Regions from separate parts of the Sus scrofa genome. Here regions 1 and 2 are each linked to region 3. Evidence: chromatin contacts called from public Hi-C and HiChIP or PLAC-seq data. All regions are on one chromosome and are shown on one strand. The core of a region is the stretch at or near the end of the contact, and the rest is flanking DNA. Distances in the headings are between cores, read along the strand shown.

The links. A called contact is a pair of places that touch in the nucleus more often than the background predicts. HiChIP or PLAC-seq counts read pairs in DNA pulled down with a chosen protein or histone mark.
Region 1: a Hi-C map of liver shows a contact between it and region 3, with 4 times the contacts expected there. The contact joins the promoter of LOC100521680 here to the promoter of TSEN54 in region 3. A contact is called at or near these places in 2 of 47 Hi-C or Micro-C datasets (heart right ventricle and liver).
Region 2: a contact with region 3 is called in an H3K27ac HiChIP or PLAC-seq map of skeletal muscle. The contact joins the promoter of MRPS7 here to the promoter of TSEN54 in region 3. A contact is called at or near these places in 3 of 5 promoter capture datasets (fetal liver and liver), 4 of 47 Hi-C or Micro-C datasets (blood, embryonic fibroblasts, epiblast stem cells and 1 more) and 2 of 2 datasets of contacts at active chromatin or transcription factors (alveolar macrophages and skeletal muscle).

Annotation. Positions count from the first base shown.
Region 1 is chr12:5,630,765-5,633,658 of Sscrofa11.1, forward strand. It overlaps LOC100521680 (histone H3.3), which reads left to right and starts at 1,562. Exons shown (of 4, transcript XM_003131194.4): 1 at 1,562-1,711; 2 at 2,182-2,319; 3 at 2,440-2,593; 4 at 2,681-2,894. The coding sequence starts at 2,192. The coding sequence ends at 2,809.
Region 2 is chr12:6,054,164-6,057,457 of Sscrofa11.1, forward strand. It overlaps MRPS7 (28S ribosomal protein S7, mitochondrial), which reads right to left and starts at 1,506. Exons shown (of 5, transcript XM_003131206.5): 1 at 1,170-1,506; 2 at 463-654; 3 at 284-347. The coding sequence starts at 1,252. GGA3 (ADP-ribosylation factor-binding protein GGA3) reads left to right here. Exons shown (of 18, transcript XM_021066652.1): 2 at 1-1,604. The coding sequence starts at 1,565.
Region 3 is chr12:5,854,077-5,857,046 of Sscrofa11.1, forward strand. TSEN54 (tRNA-splicing endonuclease subunit Sen54) reads right to left here and starts at 1,715. Exons shown (of 12, transcript XM_021066651.1): 1 at 1,627-1,715; 2 at 885-1,507; 3 at 384-548; 4 at 223-286; 5 at 55-138. The coding sequence starts at 120. It overlaps CASKIN2 (caskin-2), which reads left to right and starts at 1,798. Exons shown (of 20, transcript XM_021066645.1): 1 at 1,798-2,024.

The sequences.
Region 1 (2,894 bases), core at 312-2,811, 220 kb before region 3:
GGTGAAAGGGAGAACTTTGGTGTCACAAGTAAATTTTTGAGGTATTTGTATTCATGTACAGTAAGTCTCTAAGTTGAAATCTGCATGTACCTGGTTTTGCTGTTTTTTTTTTTTATTTCAATAACTTAAAATATTCAGTGAGCCCAGAGTAAGAACTGCAGGGTAGAATGTCCAAAGCTCTATTTCAATTTTCCGAGCTTTATTTGGCTGGTCTTAACCTTAAGCCTTCTTTGATATTTTATAAACTGAGACGTCTGTAGGCCTAAATATTAAAATCCATCCAAGACATTTAGGCAAAGGTAGGTATTACCACTTTTATACATTTGTCATGTTTCTTCAGAAGTAATACTTTCCAGGATATATTATTAAATACAAGGGCACTTATTTAATTGCCTTTATGGACATGCAAATGTTGTTTTAGAACTGAGTATTCTCTTTCTTGCTGTGGTCATTTTGTTCAGGTGAATTACATAATTTTAAAAATATGTTGCTTAGTAGGTTACTTCTTGTATATTGAAGTCACAAGGTTACTTCTTGTATATTGAAATCACAACGTATTTTGTGATGGTCTAAGAACTTATAAAAATCACTTGGCATTTGTTTCTTTTTTTTTTTTTTTTTTTTTTTTTTTTTTTTTTTGGTCTTTTTTGTCTTTTGTTGTTGTTGTTGTTGTTGCTGTTTCTTAGGCCGCTCCCGCGGCATATGGAGGTTCCCAGGCTAGGGGTTGAATCGGAGCTGAAGCCACCGGCCTACGCCAGAGCCACAGCAACGCGGGATCCGAGCCGCGTCTGCAACCTACACCACAGCTCACGGCAACGCCGGATCGTTAACCCACTGAGCAAGGACAGGGACCGAACCCGCAACCTCATGGTTCCTAGTCGGATTCGTTAACCACTGCGCCACGACGGGAACTCCTGGCATTTGTTTCTTTGTATCTATTATTTACTCATCCCCACCCCATCGAACGAAAGAACTGCTTTTTAGTTAAAATGTATATACCTGATACATAAAATACTTGTAAGATAACATAATTTACTGATTTCTAATTCTTATTTAAACTACGTACCTAACTATCACAATGTTAGTGAAAAGTAAATAATCACAGGGAACACATTTTAGTTTACATTGGAAGGTAGTTTACAAATTTTTCGTTAAAGTAACGTCTCCTCCTGCATTGTATTAGCTTGATGCAAATAAGCTATCCCATCCCGACTCTTAAGTCCTGATAGAGACCAGTACAATTCATTTGCATTGACTTTCTATTGTAGAGCTTTGGAACCAAGGGAAGGATCCAAACATAGCTCCATTTTATCCAATCAGAAGAGCCGCTTAGTGCCAACCTCTGATTCGTCCATTCCTCTTTGCATTCACCCAATCGTTAGGCCACTTTAACAGCCAATCAGTGGCCTAGACATCCGCCAATCAGGAAACGGGGCCGAAGCACGGCCTTTGTGTCGGGGGATGTCAGCGCGTCGGCGAAAGTGTCAGCCAATAGGAAAAGTCGTTGGTGTATGCAAATTAGGGTCCTATGACGCAGAGACGCAGCGTGAAGCGTGGGTATAAAAGCGGAGGCTTAGGGGGGGCCTGGAGCGCAGAGCGGTTTGGTCGTTCGTTGGAGTTGCTTCTTGCTTTGGTTCGGCGACTGCGGCTCTTCATTGGGCGGCGGGAGCGGCACGGCGGTGGGGGAAGCGGCCTCAGACTTCGCTGTTGGGTAAGTCTCGGCTTTGCCTGCGGCTTGAGGCCCTGCCGGCCGTTGATGCCGCGGGCCACGACCGTTGGGAGCTGAGTGCCGGCTGGTGCGGGCTGCTCTGACTGCTGCTGGCGACTCTGGGGTCGGGTGGTTTTCCCTTGGGGCTTCGCTCCGGAACCGCGTCTCCGCCTCTTTCCCGCTGGTGATTCAGAGGTCCCGACTCCGGGTTCCCGGCAGCTGGGCCTCCGCCCGTCGAGGAGGGGAAGTGACTCCTCCCCGCGCCCCCCCTCCCAGGGGAGGCTGCTGCTACTCGCCGCCTGAGTCATTAGGGGAGGGGGGGTGGAGGCGGCGGCCCTCGGCCATCTGCCGCCCGCCGTGGGGCGCAGGGAGGCGGGAGGGCAGGCGCGCCGGGCGTCCCGCCCTCTGCACGCTCGCCGTCTCACCCCGGGAGGCGAGCGTCGCGGCCCCCGAGTCACGGGTGTCTCCTGCAGGTAAAAGAAAATGGCCCGAACCAAGCAGACTGCTCGTAAGTCCACGGGTGGGAAAGCGCCCCGCAAACAGCTGGCCACTAAAGCTGCCAGGAAAAGCGCTCCCTCTACCGGCGGGGTGAAAAAACCTCATCGCTACAGGTAGGCAGCGCGGCAGGGAGACAATGACTCGGCGGGCGCGCCGCGAGTTGGACCCTCTGGCTGCTTGCTCGGTCCTGTCACTTAACTGGTGTCCCTTTACGCCCTTCCTGCTCGCTCCAGGCCCGGGACCGTCGCGCTTCGAGAAATCCGTCGTTACCAAAAGTCCACGGAGCTTCTGATCCGGAAGCTGCCCTTCCAGAGGTTGGTGAGGGAGATCGCCCAGGATTTCAAAACTGACTTGAGGTTCCAGAGCGCCGCCATTGGTGCGCTTCAGGTGAGACGGCGGTGGCAGGGGCGGAGGGCTGGCTTGTGTGCGGTGGTCCTTGGAGGGAGTTTAATGTGTGGCTCTTGTCCTCAACAGGAGGCTAGTGAAGCGTACCTGGTGGGTTTATTTGAAGATACCAATCTGTGTGCCATCCACGCTAAGAGAGTCACCATCATGCCCAAAGACATCCAGTTGGCTCGCCGGATACGGGGAGAGAGAGCTTAAGTGAAGGCAGTTTTTATGGTGTTTTGTAGTAAATTCTGTAAAATACTTTGGTTTAATTTGTGACTTTTTTTGTAAGAAATTGTTT
Region 2 (3,294 bases), core at 256-2,755, 200 kb after region 3:
TGTTGTTCTCTAACTGTGCAGCTCCTCCCTCCGCACTGCTGAAACCAGGATCTTCAGTGTCTCCCTCTTCCCTGGACCAGGAAAGAAAGAGTGGGCTAAGATTTGGGATATGGGGATGAGGAATGGTAGCTGTTGACTCCTGCAGGACTTCATTAAAGCCCCACTCCCACACATGCATACAGGGAAGTTAATTTCAACGACAGCTACAGAATCCGTTTTTTTTTCATGCTAAAACGAAAGAGCCAAGTACAAAGCTACGGGGAAAAGCAGAGGGACTGTTTACCTGTGTCATGAGGGATCTGGCCAGTACTTTGTTTCCTCCTTTCATCATCATGTTGGTGAATTTACTTCAAGGAGAAAAGCAACATGTTTAGCCTCTCAAGGCCGTGTCAGGGAATCCTTACTATAGACCCTCCCTGGTAAAGTCCCGGTCCTTGGAAAAAAACTTTGTTTCCTTCTAACCTGATCACCGGGTCTTCAAACACAGAACTTGTTTTGGTCGCGGGGGCGGCTTTGATAAGTTGCGTCTTCTTGAAATCCCGCTCATACTTCTCCTCCTCCGTCTGCTCCGCCAACGGCTTGCGGTAATATTCCTTGTCAATCTGGGGATCCTTGTATTCAGGACCATAGCGGCTCCACCTCACCTGGGTTAGCCTGGAGGCGGGGAAGAGGAAGAGGAGGGCAAAAGCTGACTCCACAAGTGAAATAGCTTGACTTAACAATAGGCAAGGGTGCCAATCCGCCGACGAGTGAGAGCGGCGCGGAGACCGCTAGCCAAAGGTGAACCCCGATAATTCTGGTTCCCGTCCCAAGCAGGAGGAGAACTTTCCCCCAAACAGGCCAGGAAGTGCCAACGGTAAGGACGGGCCTGAAACTCGGGATAGGCGCCCCGCCTATGCATCTCTCCCCCTCCCTTCCAACAAAGAAAATCCCAGCTCTGCGTTCTTTAACAGGATCGCACTTTCGGCGCTAAGTTAGAACCCCTCGAGCGGGCGGGAAGTCACTATGTCTTCAGACTGACCCAAAATCACCCTGCTGGTTAAAGAGCCATGGAGCCGGACATCCCAGCCCCCTGGTTCCCGCGCGGCCTGTCTACGGCCCCTCTTCCTTTCCAGCAGGTCTCTCCGTGAAGACCCAAACGGCCTCCCAGCTACAGGCTGCCCTCTCACCCTGGAAACCGGAGGACGGCAATCCGCACGCCCAAGGCCGAGCACGACCACCCTCGCGCAGCCTTCACCGCGGGGGCAGCCATCTTGGCTGGCCACGAGGACCCCACAGAGACTGCCCTCGGTGCGCCTGAGCTGGTGACAGAAGTCCGGGAAAGGCTGCACAGGCTCCTAAACCTGGGCTTCACCCTATGGGGGCCTTAAGAGTCTCTCACACCGGGGTCTAAGGTGAAGAGTCAAAAGGAAACATTCGCGCTCCCATTATTCGCCGCAGCCTGGCGCAACCCTCGGTGGCGGCGCTCTCTCTTCTCAGGGCCCTATGCAGGCCCCGCCCCAGCTCAGCTCTTGCAGGTTCTCGCGAGGTTTGAGGCCGCGGGGCCGGCCCGGGCGGCTGCAATATGGCGGAGGCGGAAGGGGAGAGCCTGGAGTCCTGGCTGAGTGAGTAGCCCCGGTCGCTTGTGCCTGCCCTCAAGCCGCCGAGCCGCCCCTCTCCACACCCTTCTGCCCCTTCCCCGGGCCCCGCGGTGGCGCTGCATGGCAGCTGCGGCAGGCATCGCCTGCTCTGGGAGCGTCTCGCGATCACGCCCCTTCCCCGTCAGGACGCCCGGGCTCCTGCACCCTGTGCTGCGGCGCCTGCTCCCGCTTCCGCGCGCCGCGGCGTGAGCTCGGGTCCGGTCCGGGCCTCCTGGGCTTCGAGAAAGCTACAGCCAAGTGCTTCGGGCTGACAGGCATCCGGCGCTTTGGGGCAGCTGTGGTGGGGACGCGCGCGGCTTTTGACTCTGGGAACCCCTGCGCCTTCCTGACCAAGGGAAAAGCTCCGGATTTGGGCTGAAGCTTCGGAAGCGGCGGTGCCGATGAGCAAGCATAGCTTCAGAATTGTGAACCTGTATTCGAGGAGAAGTGACCTCCTCGCGCAGGCTGAATGTTTGAAGTGAGAATCTAAAGTGAGAGAGAAAACAGGGCTTTACCTTTTTCCTGCAGTGACCAAAATATGGTGAAAGCTGTGTTCCCCACCCCCGCCCTGCATATCTTAAGGAGTCCTTCGTTGATAACCTATACTGAGCAAACCTGAGAGGCGCTGCCTGATGCTGTAATTATAGCGGCCTATTGCTATGATTGCTAATGCATATTGCTGTTAAAGAAATAACGGTTTAACTCTAGCAGGTAGTATTTGGCTCAAGGGTTAATATTATTTTATCTGTGGGTTAGAGGAGGCACCTGGAGGTCTCTTTCAGTGAAGACAAATTGAACAGGGTGATAAGGCAGCAGGCTAGATGCTTAGACAGTGCCTTGTGCGGAGATCTGTTATTTACTAGAGCCTCCAGGCTCTTGGAGGTGATGGCTCTTTCCTCCAATTGCCTGACTTTTCTTTTTTTCTTTTTGGCCGACCCGCGGCACATGGGGATCCCAGGCCAGGGATCAGATACGAGCCACAGCCAAGAGCCACAGCTGCGGCAACACCGGTTCCTTAACCCACTGTGCTGGGGATCCAACCGGTGTCCCACCGCTCCCAAGACACCACTGATGCCATTGTGCCAGAGCGGGAGCTCCTTGCCTGCCTTTACTTAATAAAACCCTGTTCAGGTGATTGAACTTAGGTTACATGAGCGAAATCTGCAGTTGCAGGGAGGTCACAAAGTCTTCGGTATATATGGAACTGTTCTCCAAGGAGCTAAGAGTGCTCCAAAGACATTCATTTAATTCATTTGTCAAGTATCCTAGCAAGCAGGTACTATCACAGTGTCACAAAAAGAGGACACCCTGACTCTAGTCAATTCACTTGCCCAGAGCCACCCAACCAGATAATAAGCACATTGGAATTGGTTCCATTCACAGATATTAATGAGGACATTGGAGTAATTTAAATGACCTGAGCTGAGTTTCATAGGCTAGGTTTAGAGTTATAGTTGGAAAGAAGAGACATAAATCTGTTTCTGAGGAAGAGTAGAAATGATGAGGGGGTAGGGGAGGGTATCTGTAGAGCTGAGACTGGCTTTTGACCCTTTCCTGATTCTTAGAGTGATATTTGGGGTAGTGTTAAGAGGATTCCATTCTTACCCTCTGTCCACCTTCACAGTTCTAAACTGTACCAATCGAATAGATCATTGCTTGGAGTGCAGCACCATCT
Region 3 (2,970 bases), core at 465-2,964:
CCTTCCCGTTCCTTGGTCCCGAGCCCTTTGCCGCGCTCCCAGGGCCCCACTCACACACTCCAGCAGATACAAGGCCTCTTCTGGGTGAAGCCGCTGCCGTCCCTGCTCTGAGAAGCCCATAGTCTGCCAGAATTTACCCTGCGTGGGACCCAGAGCAAATGTCACAAAGGAGCCGGGAGGGCAGGGAGGGCGGGCTCCCTGTCTCAAAGGCCCACGGCTCACCGCAGGAGACTTCAGCTCCACGAAGCCTTCTTCCGGTCTCCACTCGGCGGCCACCAAACTGCCCCTGGCAAGGAGTGGGGAGGGGGCCGTCTCAATCTGCGGGCTTAGTCGACCCGGTCCGTCCGCCCGGCTCCGCCCCCGGCCCGGCCCGCCCCCCTCACAGGCGCTCCACGCGCTCCTCCGCCAGCAGCTGCCAGAGCTCCTCGCGGCACAAGCGCAGCCGCTCAGCCTGGGCCGCCGAGCCGTCGGGAAGGAAGTCCTTGGGGCCATGCGAGCGCTGGGGCAGCTTCTGGGGCCGCGAGCGGGCGGCGAAGAGCTCCGGCACACTGGGGAAAGCAAGAAGGGACGCGGGGTTAGCGCCACGCAGTCGGGACCGCTCGGCCCTGGCCGGGATCCCCGTCCTGGGTGCCCATCTCCTTCCCTGCGCCCACCCTGCGGTCCCGGCGCCTCCCCCGGGCCGGGCCGCGCCGCGCCGCACCTGAGCACGCGCCCGGGAGGAACCTCCACCTCGGCGGACCCAGGTTCGGGCTCCATCGGGCCGCCGTCTGCAGCTGCGCGCGCGCGCGCGCGCGCCGCCCATGCCCCGCCCACCGCCGGAACTCCGCGCGGCCCTAGCGCCCGCCAATCCGACCTCTGCTCCTCCGCGCTCCAGATCAACCCACCTGCTTTCCACCTTCCTGGTGTCCTGGGTCCTAGCGCCTGCCAACAGACATGGGGCTCGATTCCGGAGGCGGAGAGCTTGCAGGTTTCTGGATTTGTTAGGACCATCTCTCCGATCCCCAGCCCTCCTCTGGGCTCCTCTCTAGTAAAACTTGCGGAGCCTGACGTTTGAAAGTGTGCTATGAAGAGTCAAATTCATGATCTTCCCCTCCGCAGCCCTGAGCTGCTTAGTCCCCATCACCCATTGGGACAGGGAGGGAAGAAGAGGGGTGTAGAGATGGGCGAGTGCTAGGTTCCCGAATTCCAGCTTCACAAACTGGAGGCCGCCGAGGGCTGTCAGATGCGATCTAGGGAGGTTCGGTGTTCCTTCAGGGTCTTCCGTTGGGTCTCTTCCTAAGGGCTCGGAAACTATGTTTTCAGGGCCGGGGGCGGGAGGCCGCTGTCCGACCCACGATGGTGCTGAAGCGCCACCATAGATGGTCATAGGCACCTCCTCGAAGCTGGGGTCCCCGCCGCCGCCACCACGGGCCGCTCCGACACGGGCCGCTAGGTGGCACCATTGCTCCAACCAGCGGTTGTTGGTCTGCTATTCTGGCCTCGCGGGCAGAGGTCGCCGCGGCGGTCCCTGGAGGGGCGAGGGGCAAAAGGGAAGGGGGATTTCCCAAGTGAGATTCCTGGGTCTCGGTTCCCAGACCCCTTCGCATCATGTCTTCCCTCCCGCCCGTCACAAACAGGGCACCTCACCCTTCAGTCTGAACCCTAGAGCCCCAGATCGCCCCTGCTCCAACAGCCGGGACGCAGCGTACTCTCGTCCCCACCCCCGCCGCTTCACCTGGGCGCATGCGCTGAGCGAGGCAGTGTCCAAGGTCCGGACCCGAGTGATGGGGGCGGGGCCTGGGCGGCTCGGGGCGGGGCCCCAGGCACTGACTGACAGCCCGACTGCGCGGCCGGGACGATCCCTCCGCTCCCGATCCGGCGGGAGGGAAGGGGGAGGGGCGGGATTTCCTGCGGGAGGCGCCGAGCCGGCCTTGGAAAAGGAGGAGAAGAAGGAGAAAAGGGGTAAGGGGGGCAGTGGGAGCCGCCGTCCGGAGTGCCAGGGACCGAGCGGGACCAGCCGGACCCCCAGCGGGGCGGCTGGAGAGGTGAGACGGCGGGGTCTGAGCTGGGGGTCAGCACCCTTGAGGGCGGGTACAAACTAACTTTTCCTGCGGGATCGGCGGGCGCCTACATCTGTCGGCTCCTTCTGTCCTTTTCGCGCCCCTATCCCGTCCTCCCGCATCAATCCCTCCGGCACTTGGCCCTCCCGGTCCCTCCCGCCGCTTTGTTCCCCGGTCGGCTGGAGCTGGGCTGGGTTGGGGGGGTTGCGCGGCGCTGGACTGGCATTCCGGGGGGCGGGGGAGCCAGCCCGACCCCAGGCACTGCCAGGGGCGCCCTCCCCCAATGTCGGCCTCGGGCCTTGAGCTGGAGTGCCCTCTGGGTTGGGCTTGGGACATTTTGGGAGGAAGGGCGACCCCAGCTAGGGCCCCAGGCCTGCACGGGGCTCATGCCACAGGACTTGGGCAGCAAATTCATGGCCACTGAGGAACTGACGTAAGCTTTTCTAAAGTGAAGTCGGGGCTCTGGGCCACAGATTCAGGCTTGGGGGGGGCCAGGCAGCCTCATTTACCAGCGGTGCCCCAGCTCTTATCTCTGTTCTCTGCCCAGCTGCTTCCCCATCCCGCGCAAGGGTCAGCAACAGGTGCCGGAAAGCCTCCCTGTCCTGCAGGCAGACCCTCGGCCAGAGATGGAGAGCCGTAGCTCCCACTCCACCCTCTAGATTCATGAAGAGCCCTGGGGCAAGGGCATCCAGCTATTACAGCAAAGCTTAGAGAGGGAGGGGTCTGGGGGCAGGCGCCTTCCACAGGGAGTGACCACGGGCCGGGCTGCCTGCGCCTGACCTTCTGCCAGGCCCCACCTTCTGGCCCACCAGTTGTCTGTGGGTGTCAGTGCCCGGGGCTGTGGAGAACAGGCTGCTGGCCCCGCCTACCCCAATGTGTCGTGCTGCCAGGGCCCCTCCTGCCCCAGGTTGAGGTGCTGCCAGGTGCCCTG